3 separate regions of the Danio rerio genome follow, and all the other regions are linked to region 2. The links are chromatin contacts, called in public Micro-C maps. All regions are on one chromosome and are shown on one strand. The core of a region is the stretch at or near the end of the contact, and the rest is flanking DNA. Distances in the headings are between cores, read along the strand shown.

The links. A called contact is a pair of places that touch in the nucleus more often than the background predicts.
Region 1: a contact with region 2 is called in a Micro-C map of caudal fin, with 20 times the contacts expected there. The contact joins two enhancer-like sites. A contact is called at or near these places in 9 of 18 Hi-C or Micro-C datasets (caudal fin, embryo, fibroblasts and 3 more) and 1 of 4 datasets of contacts at active chromatin or transcription factors (caudal fin).
Region 3: a Micro-C map of caudal fin shows a contact between it and region 2, with 5 times the contacts expected there. The contact joins the promoter of rasl11b here to the enhancer-like site in region 2. A contact is called at or near these places in 2 of 18 Hi-C or Micro-C datasets (caudal fin and an unstated tissue) and 1 of 4 datasets of contacts at active chromatin or transcription factors (caudal fin).

The regions. Positions count from the first base shown.
Region 1 is chr20:25,728,478-25,732,561 of GRCz12tu, reverse strand. No RefSeq gene overlaps it. Among named protein-coding and RNA genes, the nearest start is that of spata18, 41 kb to the left of the region's middle. Within about 2 kb of position 1,296, at least 5 of the 62 cell types and tissues checked have an H3K27ac peak or open chromatin away from gene starts, as enhancers often do. A contact at or near this core is called in caudal fin, where this site is marked.
Region 2 is chr20:25,492,818-25,497,088 of GRCz12tu, reverse strand. All of the region lies in intron 5 of scfd2 (sec1 family domain containing 2), which reads right to left. Among named protein-coding and RNA genes, the nearest start is that of rasl11b, 130 kb to the left of the region's middle. Within about 2 kb of position 2,803, at least 12 of the 62 cell types and tissues checked have an H3K27ac peak or open chromatin away from gene starts, as enhancers often do. A contact at or near this core is called in caudal fin, where this site is marked.
Region 3 is chr20:25,624,817-25,629,576 of GRCz12tu, reverse strand. It overlaps rasl11b (RAS-like, family 11, member B), which reads left to right and starts at 2,944. Exons shown (of 4, transcript NM_200140.1): 1 at 2,944-3,243; 2 at 3,344-3,400; 3 at 3,501-3,577. The coding sequence starts at 3,132. LOC108180337 (a long non-coding RNA gene) reads right to left here and starts at 2,789. Exons shown (of 2, transcript NR_170103.1): 1 at 2,597-2,789.

The DNA of each region.
Region 1 (4,084 bases), core at 47-2,546, 240 kb before region 2:
GTTGTCAAGCTTAACACGCCCCCCTTACTCCCTGTCATAATAAAATATTAATTCATATAAAATAATTCAGAAATCAAAACTATAGCTTTTAAACTGTACAAACAGCTTGAACAGGGAAACACTTTGCCATGCAGCTGCAGGTGCAAAATGTGTTGAATAAATGCTATCTTTAGCCAAAAGTGTCATTGTCCACACATTGACAAATCCTTCCTTCACAGGGGGTACATATGCATTGTTATTGACACTTTAATTATATATTTATTTAATATCTTATTGTTAATTAGTTAATGTTTTAAGGTACAACACGTATACACACACACACACACTACACCAGTAGATACAATACATGAGTGGACACCACAAACCTTTTGGCAATACCCGTCTCTTTAAAAGTCCATATTATGGAGCTCATTGACTGTTTGAAATAAAAATGCATGCCAATGTCCACCCTGTCATCTTGTTTTCCACCGTCATGTTTAACTTGATGAAAATAAACAAATTATTATAATCATCAAAACATTGTGTGTGATTTCTTAATTAACCAATAAGGGCTAGGTAATATTGTTTAAAAGTTTGACAAACTATTTTAGATGCTGGTGTTTTTTTTTAAAGAATGTGCAATGATTGCATATTTTATTGGGAAATAAATGTTTTATCCGTAACGTATTTCATTATTATAAATAGACATTTCCATAATCTCTAAAGTTGGGTTGGTAAAGGGACACATTATCTTTCTGAAAATATTCATTTTATAATCACACTGCAATGAAAATATACTTATACTAGTTTGAATTTGTCCATGACAGGGTGGACGCAAGTTGAGGTTTGTTTACCGTTTGTCTGCTTGGAGTTTATTTATAAAGACGGCTGGAGCTTGACCAACAGGCTAAGGTCTAATAAATACAATGTGGTTAAATAAAAAATCCTACACTTTATTTATTTTTTATTTTTTGGAAAAAAATAAAATTTAATTGAATATACATTATCCTAAAGACTGTAGAGTGATAATGACTCATAAAGAAATTAAACATCAGTAGGCTACATATTTAGCAGTCAGTATAGCTAACATAAAAAACTCAGACCTAGCTGTTAGAGTAACAGAGAAGAATGATAGGCATATGTGATAATAATAAATTGACTCAAATTGAAATATATGATAATATCAATTTAGCTTATGTAACTCTTGGATTAATATAACTTCAAAATAGCTAATGTAAACAGCAACGACATAAACAATCATATAAATGCACAGTTTATCCTATAGAGGGCGCGCTTAATCCAATAAAAACACGCCAGCAGGTTCAGCTTTGGACAAACGGAAGTAATCGGCATGGAGTAACCCTTCCCAGTAGTTTGTGCTTATAGGACGTTCAGAGGAATTTCAAGCTGTCTGTGTAAGGCATTTATAGCCTTATTACTGTAAAGTCACAGGTTATGTTTGTGTATGTTTAAGCGGCACTAAAATAGGCATGAATCAGGACTGAAGCCTGTCTGATGGAGCTCGGAGCATTCCATGGGAAGTGCAGAGATAAGAAAAATGATACAGGGAGCTACAAATGATCACACAGCCTCAAAATAGTATGGTCGCTCATTAAGTGAAGAAGCCCTATTTGATTAGAACGTATACTGCAATGATTCACTGACATTACTTTGCATTCTTATAACGAATTTGGGTAACTTTTTAAGGTCTTTTCTAACAATACTTATGACCACATTTAGTAGAAATACAGAATTAGTCATAGCCATACCATTCATTAGGCTATATAGCTTTAGTACGCACATGAATAAATAAGCTTTGTAGACTAAATTATTATTCAGCAGGATCCAGAGTGACTCAGAATAGAGAGAAGCAAAAACATCGAAAGCTAAAACACAATAAATATACTTAATGTAAGTACCAGAGAAATGTCTTAAATATAAAAGGTTAGCTGTAATTTTATACACCAATGAGCCAAAACGTTATGAAGATGTGCTGAAGTGCCTAAGACAGTTTAATTCTGGTTCAGTACAGTTTTACCATCAATATTTTTTTTAATAATCGAAGTTTGTCGCATGCAAGTAAATGCATCTTATTAGTCAAAGTGCTCATACTGCTCATATCAGGTTGTGATGTCAGGTGACCAAAATTCAGTGCATAGCTAGGGTCTAAGGACATGATTATTTTGACATCCAATAACGACATCAAACGACGTTGATATAATTTGGTTGATTTTAGATTGTGGTGTAAAGTGACCTAAATCCAACATTAAGCCAACATCTTAAACCAGCGTCATATTGGCATCAAATACTGACATTTCTTCGTCAGGCATGGCAATCAAAATCCAACATCTGTTAGATGTCGTAGTGGTAACATCTACACAGCGTCAAGCTGTTACATTAGATGTTGATATTTGGTTGATTTTAGGTAGGACATTGGACAATGACGTCAGCCTGATGTTGGGTTCCGACATCAATCTGATTTTTATTTCCAAACAAAATGCAACGTCCCCACGACATTGGGTTACAACATCTTTGCAGCTAATTTTATATTAGTTTTTAATTTTTAATAAGAGTCAAGGCTTCAGTTGTTATTTTGTGATTTGAACCACTGTTCATCCACGTTCTTCCGAGGTTCAATTTGGCATGTCATCTGTCATTGCTGGAGATTTACCGATTATTTCTGAGAGGCATAAAAAACAAACACAGTTCGTTTTCATGCAGTGTTATGAAATAACATACATTGTAAGAAAGCCTTGTTCATTGGTCCATTGGGTTGGACTGCTTTCTCATCACCTCATTCAGGCAATTTCAGAGCAACTGTTTTGGCATAGATCCAAGAACAATGACCTTGTTCATATATGCATAAACAACCAGCCTGATGTGAAATCACCCTAATTTTCTGCAAGTTCTCCATGCACATGCCTGAACATTACAACCTGCTGAGACATGGATTCTACAAGACTCCGGATGCTGTCCCGTGTCATCCAACATCAAGGCCAACAGTCCTGTAGAGTTGGAGCCGTCTTAGATCAAACTTGTTGGCCCAGCATATTTTACAGATGCTCGCATGGATTGAGATTTGAGGTATGTGTAGGTCAGGGCAACACCTTGAAGACTTCATTACACGATCCTCAAACAATTCCGAAACAATGTGAGCATTGGATTATCCTGCTGAAAGAGGCCACTTCCGCCAGGGAAAACCATTGTCATGACCTTGTATGAAGTGAAGCGAGCCATGTCAAATATGGTTTTACCCATACTTGAAATTGGTCCTCTGCTTTGCACACACACATTTTTAATGAAGAGAACACACAGACAAACACATTTAGTGATTTAGCAATTAGGAGTTATGTGCCTTCTTAAGGGCACCACAGCTGGGTATCAAAGACGGAGAGAGTGTAGTACAATACACCAACTCACTTACCATTAAGCCTCAACTGCCCCCTAATACATACTTGGTCTGCAGCACTGTTTAAAGTAGGAAGTATGTGCAAGATTTGTATCAACATGAATGGCTGACCCCGGGTTTTCCAGAATGACATTGCACAGAGCATCACACTCACGCCACCAGTTTGTTTCATCCCAGGTGCAATCACTTCACCAGGTAAACTTCCAAATGTGCACTATTCCACTTGATGGAATAGAAAAATGGGCCTCACTGGAGCAGGGGACCATTTTGTACTACTTCAAAGTCTAGTTGAATGCTCACGTGGCCTTTTGAGAGTGGACAAGTGTCATCTATTTGGTTTGCACTCAAAACACTTTTCCTCCCAAAACCATCATTAAAATTTTGGTGAGACTTCTGTGACAATAGGGAGTCTCTGATGGTGATTTCTCATCACTCCTGACTGGTAGAAACTCACAAACCTTGGCATTTCATAGATTATCTTATCCAGTAACCCTACCATACCATTCTGGCCCACGTCAAAGTCAATCAAATCTTAAATCCCGTCTATTTCTTCTAGATCCAACATACTGATTGTAAGAACTGCTTTTTTCCTTACATTTGTCTACTGAGCTCTTAATATGTGGACTTGTTAGAAGATGATCAACAGTCTGTCAGCCTACAGCTTTACATACAGTACTGCTTTTTTCTTTTTCTGAA
Region 2 (4,271 bases), core at 1,554-4,053:
ACAGTCAGCATTAAAAATGAACAGCTCAACTAGATTAATCTAGACAACTAGATTATATTCAGCTCTGTTTAGCTGTCATTAAGTTCAGTTAAAATATGTACAGATCATTAATTATGAAGCAGACTTAGTTGATCTACAAGCAGTTATAACTACTTGTTTTTTTCCAATAACACTAGTGTAGTTCATTCATTTGTTCGTTCGTTCGTTCGTTCATTCATTCATTCTTTCATAAATCTTTGGCCTAGTCCCTTTCACTAGTGTAGTTACTATTTAGAAATCAATCGAATTTCTGCATATTAGGCATATTTTAAGCCACAACTACGCAAGCCAAAGGCAACAATAGAACCTAAACTCAAATCGGGTGACAGAAATGAAGAAATATTCTGAATGAATACTCATATTTTCTTAAGCATGGGAGAAACTTGAGTCTTAAGCAAGGTTTCCTGTGCATCCCGCTGTGAAGTGATTAAGTATCAGAGATGAAGAGGTATCCGCAGTGTGTCTGCATTCACCGCATGAATCTGTGTGTGTGTTTTGGGGGAAATGCTCTTTCTCCCTTTGGGCTAAATGACACCTGGCATTCCCATTACGGCTCTGAAAAACAAACATACGGCTCTGGTGTACAACAAGCATATCTCCGCACGTGCACGCTCACGCTCACGCACACACACACTGTAAGAGTGAGTGTTGAAGAAATGGGTGTTGACGTTCTCAATGAACACACTGTGGTCCTCAGAGACAAACCCTGAAAGACATGTTTATGACATCCTGTCTTGTTTCACCCTGTTTCATAACTACAGATCTCTCCTTTTCTGTGTGCATTCAGCCATCCATCTGCGGTGACTACATTTCTTATTTACTCCTCTGTCTCTGCTCAACATGTATGTAAAACACACATCATTTTTATTTGACAGGCAAAATGGGGGGCAATAGAGAAAGCAAATGTTAATTATAAATATGAGTCTGTGTAGAAAACAAAACGGAGTCTTCAAGTTCTACTGTTTTACGTAGGTTTTTTTTCTTAGAATTTGTAATGTTGATTTTTTTTTTTAATGAGCTAATGATTATACTTTTTTACTTAAACGATTTAAGTAATTACTTGAGCACAGTATACCAAAAACTTGTCATTCATATTTTTGAATATGTGCTAATCTTCTCTATTGAACAACCACAGTGTACACCATAAACTAACAAAATCATTTTGGAATTTTGATTATTATGTTAAGAACTTTTTATATCAAAATGTTTTTTAATAGAAAATATTTTTTAAATAGAATTTTTTATCGCTATAATGCACATAAATGCATTGTATATTAATGGATAAATGGGTAATAATGGAAATAAATCCAAATGTGTTTATCCAATAAATAAATAAATAAATAAATAAACAAACAAACATGCTGTGTTATGTAGAATAAAAAATTGAGCCAAGTACTGAGGAAATATAGCTACTATTTAAAGTAATCTGCATTTAAATTAATTGTGTGAAATCTGCTATTTAAGCACATGTTACAAATAACCCTCTGACTGTTACAACTTGGCTCGCAGGTGAGGTAAATAGTAACATTTTTACTCCTGGTAATTTTGGCAATACTGCACAGAAACTATGAGTCTGGCGAGCATAAATTCATTGTTCATTTGTAGAAGAGGTTTGTATTTCGTTAGTAAAAAAAAGAAATATATATATATATATAAAAAAAAAAAAAAAAAAAAAATATATATATATATATATATATATATATATATATATATATATATATATATATATATATATATATATATATATATATATATATGGTTTATCTAACCCCATTACTTTGTTCATTATTTGGCCAAAACCAAAAAGTGTTACTTTGTGCACATCTCTCCATTATTTGTTTAAAAAAGTACCACACTACAACTCTCATTTTAGCAAAAAAAGCATATGACCCCTTACTAAGATTAGACTTTAAAATACCTTTTCCCGTCTAAAAATGGCAAAAACGTTATACAAAAGTTATAAAAGTTTAAAAGTTATAAAGTTTTTATTAACCTCCCCCTGCAGGATGAAACAGGTACAGTCAACGCTGCTGAAATAAGATGTACGTGTCACATACAGTATAGGCTGCCTGTGAACATTCAACAGTAAAACAGACACTTAACCACTTACATACCATAGAACTCTATGAAAACTTCAACTATAAACAAAGACGCAGGAAATGTGAGCCACTCGGTCACGCACCCACAAATATGCATGCATATGTAATAAAATACACATTTAAAAGTATATGAGAACACCAATGCAGCATTCAAGGGCAGTTTGGGATAGTGGCTGCATGGTAATGTGGTGGTGAAGTTTTTATGAACCAAAAGGGGGCACTGTGGCTCCAAGAATCAGGTGGTCTGATTGCTGGCAACTTTATTTCAGTCCTCCCCCATGAGATATAAGTCATGGGCACACACCCACCGTTAAACACACCCACCGTTAAACACACCCACCGTTAAACACACACACACACACACACACACACACACACACACACACACACACACACACACACACACACACACACACACACACACACACACACACACACACACACACACACACACACACACACACACACACTGTAGTAAAACTTGGCCATTTTATTTCATTTTCCTCCGGGAGATTAGCGTCAGTCTAGCTTCGTCCAACTTCTCTCTTTTTTTATAACACACAGGAAAAAAAGGCAAGAAAAGGCACTATATACGCAGCCCAGATGTGCCCCTCTCCGTCACAATTTCCTTCATTCTTCTATTTCCTCCCTCTCTTTTATACCTTCCTTTCTTCTCATCGTCTCTCACTTGCGAACCGGTCCCTTCTTATCATGAGCACAGGTCCCATGAAACAGTGAGAAAGCCTGAGAAAATGCTCGATTGTGCAATTTCTCAATACTTTCTGTCTTGATTTCAACACAAACAAATGGTTCTCACAGTTTGAGATACATCTTGGTGTTTGTTTAACTGAAAGAAGTGTGAGAAATGACACAGATGTTGGTCTCAGAAAGAAAGAGAATGGTAGAATTGTTTGTTTTGTGGTATCTTACCACCTGGTTCACTAATGGAAATATGCAAATTAGTTAATGCAGATAAGTTCCTAGAGAAAAGAAAAAAAAACAGAAAAAAAAACAATTGCACTCTGATGTTTTGCTGCATAGTTTTGAGCACTTTATTGTGGATGTTTCAGTGCACTACTATATGACATATTTTACTGGACAGAATAAAGTGGCTGACACACAGTACTAAACTCAACCTACTCAAAACTAGCTGCTAAAAGTCAGAGAATGCAGATTTCAAATAAATTGCATAGTGTATAGCAGTCACAGACTCAAGTTGTTTAGCTTCATTGTTTGATTGCATCCAGTCGGAGGATATCCACTCATAGTTCAGCCAATTATGTAAGTTTGACACCCAGTGGTTGAACTTGGTATTGCACTCCTGGTTTAAAACACGCAAGCACAGGTTGCCAGATTGACAACAGCAACAAGAGTGTGCTTGACTATTGAAACTAAAGACTGATTTAAACTATGTTCTAAATATGAGCAATAAAGTGCAATAGAAGGAATATTTTCCATATTAAAATGAGTTTTTGTTCTAACCAACACCTGAAATATATACTTTAGAAAAGGCTTCTAATCCTTGCAGCTGAACAACAGAATAAACTGACAATGATCACCTCAGTTACACCTCATGTGCTTTATTCCATGTTAAATGCTAATAATGAGCGTTTGAATGCCATTTTACATGCCATTTATTGCATGAAAGTAGCAGCAGCAGATAGTTCACCTATTTAACTTTTATAAATTTAAATTTAAAATTATATATTTATTATAAATTGTCAAAGAATTGTGACTTAGTGCAAGCCAACACATATCAGTAATTTAGCATGTACATTTAATAATGTTAAAGGTAAAGGTTTAAATGTAAATTTAATGTGTATTTATATAGCGCATTTATTGTGTATGGCCATACACCCAAAGCGCTTCACAATCATGAGGGGGGTCTCTCCACACTACCACCAGTGTGCAGCATCCACTTGGATGATGCGACGGCAGCCACAGGACAATGGCGCCAGTGCGCTCACCACACACCAGCTATAGGTGGAGTGGAGAGACAGTGATCGAGCCAATTCGGTGGAAGGGGATGATTGGGAGGCCATGATCGTAAGGGCCGATAGAGGGACTTTGGCCAGGACACCGGGGTTACACCCCTGCTCTTTCACGAGAAGTGCCATGGGATTTTTTTAATGA
Region 3 (4,760 bases), core at 1,695-4,194, 130 kb before region 2:
TGGTCAGTTGTACAGTCTGTTGAGTCAAATGATGATGTTTGTGAAGCATTTGAAATGTAAATATATGTTGTTTGCTAAACTATTTTGGAAATTACTTCTTTCTTAATGCAAGACATGTGTTGACTTATTTAAAGGTGTTTACACTGTTTACATCTAATAAACTAATAATTATTATTATTTCTTTGATTTTATCTTTGACAATCTCAAATCAATTTAATGCTAGATATTGTTTACAATGAGTACTATCATTTGTGTTTTATTTAGTAATTGTACTTACAAATTTGTACTACAATTATGTAGTTACTTATATATTTTTTTCTGATTTTAATCTTATGTTCTGAATACAGGTAACATTCAAAACATTTGCTGGTAATTTAATTAAACTGTTTTCACAAAGCAATTTGATTAAATGCTGTTTAATTTCTATAATAATGGTATGATAACAGTTTTTAACGGCATGATTTGTGTTTAATTGAATATACAGGCTTCAGTTTGTACAACGATTTTATTGCTACCTATTTTCTGGCATGCGTTTTAAGTCATATTTTTCTAAAATGTAGTCGTTTTCATTTTAAAACTTGTGTTTAAAAAACAAACACAGACTGACTCTGCTATACTTTACTGGGGGATCGGTCAATGGCTTTTTTGGGATCCCCCAACAACACACACTCCCCAGCCTACTACTGAGGGACTGGGACAAGTCAGAACATGCTGAAGACACTAAAGCACACCCACTTAAACAACTCATTGTGATGCTTAGGGACTTAAAACACATTTTCCAACAAAAAAGTGACGTATAGAGTTCCCACATTTACATATATTAAAGAAATAGTTCTGAAGAATGAAAAGTGACAGTGCTTTTTTTTCTTGTCCAGTTCAATTGGAAGTCAGTTGGATCCAGTGTTGTTTTGGACCCCATTGACTTTCATTGTGTGGGTAAACGTTCTTCAATATATCATCTATTGTGATACATAGAAGAAAACAAGTCAGGGTTTGGAACAGGTCAGTACACGATGACTGTTAACCTTTCCTTTAAAGTTTGGCAGGAATTGAACATGAAGCAATGGAAAAAAAATATTTTAATTTACAATATACATTTATGAGTAAACATTTTAATCTGCATACAACTGATCACAATTTTGGTCATTTAGAGCTTTTTAAACATAAAATAAATAAGGTGTTATGTTATCAGACAATATTCAAGTAGTCACAATAAATCACTTACTGAACAAGAAAAATTACTTAAGATGGTCTTGTCTTATTCAATGTATTTATTTGTATTGTATAAACTGTATAACGTATTCATTTGTACAATTTAGATTTTGCTAAAAAAGGCATAAACACATTACAATAAAAAAGTAATTTTGCTTATTAAATAAACGTGATGATTTATATATGTTTAGATTTTTGTACTGGACAAAATGACTAATCCTTTTTTAGCAGTGCAGAGGGAATCCCAGTCTCAAAGTCCCAGCAGTTTGCAGGAATGCAAACTGAGCTAATGGGTGACAGGTAAATGTCTGCTCCCTAGCTTTTGTGGTTCTGGATAAAGACACAAAACACTCCTCCGACTAAAGCAATTACAGATCCTTTGGCTGTACACTGAGTCCCATAACTGTGTGTCGAGTAAACAGTGGCAGAATATGTCAAACATAATGATCTATAGTGCTTAATGGCCAATGTACAGTGGGCTAGCACAATACGCTCTGATTCATCAAAGAAAAATGCTCTGGTGGAGGACACAGATTTAAGTAAATATTGATTGTGAGAGCAATTATAATATTCATTTGAACTAATATGCAACCAATGGAAATGACAACTCATTATCATAAGCATATGAACAGTTTAGATGCAAAACCCTTTAAATGATATTTTCGTCTAAAATTAGCTTTTTTCCAACTCTTGTGTAGACTCAGAAATGTTACTGTTATAACGACGAATAAGCTCTTTTCATTGCCTTTAACAGTGAAATAACTCAACATTAACGTGTTCAGATGGCATTTAGAAGTTTTTGTGTCTGACCTCTTCAAACAAAATGCTATATGTGCTAATTTTTTTTTGTTTTTTAGCAATGTAATACATTCATATTTATATTTCAGCTGCATAGACTAAAAGATCATCCCATGAAGAACTTTGATCAACATTTCCTTTAAGTCAAACAGCCCTTTCAGAATTAAAAAGAAAAAAAAGAAAGAGAATCAAAACAATGTGAGGCAAAATTAACACCTGAGGACTAATAAAAAAAATAAAAAAATCACACCAGAGGTGTCACTCCTCTCATCCAACATTTTCTTACTAAACCAATCACAAAAAAAACGTATACAGAATCATATCTTATCCATAGAGGGGGGAGAGAGAGAGAGAGAGAGAGAGAGAGAGAGAGGGGGAGAGAGAGAGAGAGAGAGAGAGAGAGAGAGAGAGAGAGAGAGATTATTTATTTATTTACAGGTCCTGAGGCAAATCTGTGGGGATGCTGATCAATGACTTAGCAAAAGAAGAAAAAACTCTGCAATGTGACACATTAAGCGCTTAGAGATCATTGGGACTAGATAACATTCTCATTACACGCGTTTGAAGTCGCTCATTTACAACTTACCGATATCTGCAATCACAGCACAAAGCCTCATTCAAAATCTCTCATTTAAATCTCAGCAGGCTCATTTATACAGGCTAGTCGGCTAACCTTGTAAAACACGACTCATTTTCATCCTCTGCAACTGTTAGTGCAGGTTTTGCTGAAACGACTGTCAGTTAATCAGGAGAAAGAAACACCTCAGCTGTCTGTTTTCTCTCCCTCTCTCTTTTATTTGGCTATAAACAGCGAGCGCGAACACGTGAAGCTGTGGGCGGAGCTATGGAGCGTGAACGTAGTCTTGAGTAGCCAATCAGAGCCGAGCGCTTCTCTGGCTGTATAAATACATCCAAGCTCCAGTCTCGGCTCTCAGAAAACCAAGTAGAAGTCTTGGTGAGATCTAGGAGAAGGAATTTGGAAACATTCATATACTTTATCATTTAGAGAAAAACAGTGTCTTCGATTCTGACATTGCTTTTACGGCGTCTGTGGATATTTTGACTTAAGCCTTTTTATTCGTAAGCTTTGGATAGCATCTTCCTATCGCTCTTTTGCCAAAATGCGTCTGATCCAGAACATGTCAACTATTGCGGAGTACCCGAGCGCCGATTGCCCGTCCAGCCGGGTCATTAAGATCGCAGTCATCGGTGGCAGTGGGGTTGGCAAAACCGGTAAGTTTGTGGACAAGCTATGAGCAATTTTACATTCTCACAATACATCCTGTAATGTTCTGTGTGCTTTATCGTTAAAATTCTGGTCTTTTTCTTGCAGCATTGGTGGTTCGTTTCCTCACTAAGCGGTTTATCGGCGACTACGAGAGAAACGTTGGTAAGTTTGTCATCTTTCTAACAAGACAACCGATTTAGGAATCATTAAACCCATTTCTGCTGTTGTCAAATATATTAAACTATGCGCTTTCGCTTTACAGGCAACCTGTACTCCAGAGAGGTGCAGATAGACGGAGAACAAGTGGCCATTCAAGTTCAAGACACTCCTGGAGTTCAAGTGAGTACATATGAGCCATGCAGGAATACACTTGTTTTTTATGAGACATGTAACCGTTATAAGCGCTCGTAGAGCATCTTTCATTCATTCCCACGCTGCTACTTCACGGGTGAGAAGTGTAGAAAGAGCGCATACCTTCACCTATTGTCTTTCAGCGCTTCTTTTGTGTTTATCCGGGTTTCTGCTTAACACTTGGGGTTAATTGGCCAGCGGGGAGCCTGCTGTTGCACTCCTATATGGGGGAAGCTCGTTCATGTACAGCAAAGTCTGCTTAATTCTGCGATTTGTATCAAAGAACTGGACACGAACGATTAAACTGAACTGATTGTATAGCGTCGCAAGATCTAAACAGTCCAAAATATGTTTGCTTGACGTTTTTCTATCAGAAAAGGACGATCATTGCAACTTTGCATCAAGCTAAGATTCGTCTCATCTAAGTGTAATTCACATTTACAAAACCAATGATAAAATGTTAAGATTGAATAAACGTGTAAGGATGGGAAATGCTTTTTTTTTGCATGCTTTTAAATGTGTAAATAAAAAAGGCAATTCACACCTAAGTAAGATTTCGATGTTAATTTTTTTACCTTCAGGCCATCTAAGATTGTCTGCTGATGAATAAAGTCACATAGAAGCTGAAACTGTGGTCCTTGGTGGTTCAAATAATACAAGTCAAACAGCTGCCACTTCACTCATGACCAGTGTCTGTTGACTTGCATTTTATGAATCCAGCATAATAGTTTCAGCTTCAAAATCTGTATATTTTATGACCTGGATTAATTTAAAATAAAATAAAGACTTTGGCGAATCCTAGTCTAACTCAAACAGAGTTCTTAACTGGTCACTTTGATTCATTAAAAAGATCCAACTCTGCAGAGCTGTGGACTATTTATTTGTAGCGGCGGTTGGGAGGTTCTGCTGCTTCAGCAGTGCTCAGCGTGTTTGGGCATATGAATAAGCACTTCAGAATGGTTGCAGTAGACCAGCCCGTCTAAATTATCCCTCCGCTTTCAAAATTAGAGAATGGCTTTTAATTCAATTACAGGGCAGTTCTTTCAAAACGTCTTTAGTCAGAGATTTTAGTGCCAAGTTTGGCATGCAAGGCTGAACCAGGCAGTCATCCAAAACCACAGAACGTCTTTTTTTTGGGACTAGGGTGAAAGATTCTGTAAGTCTAGCTGGA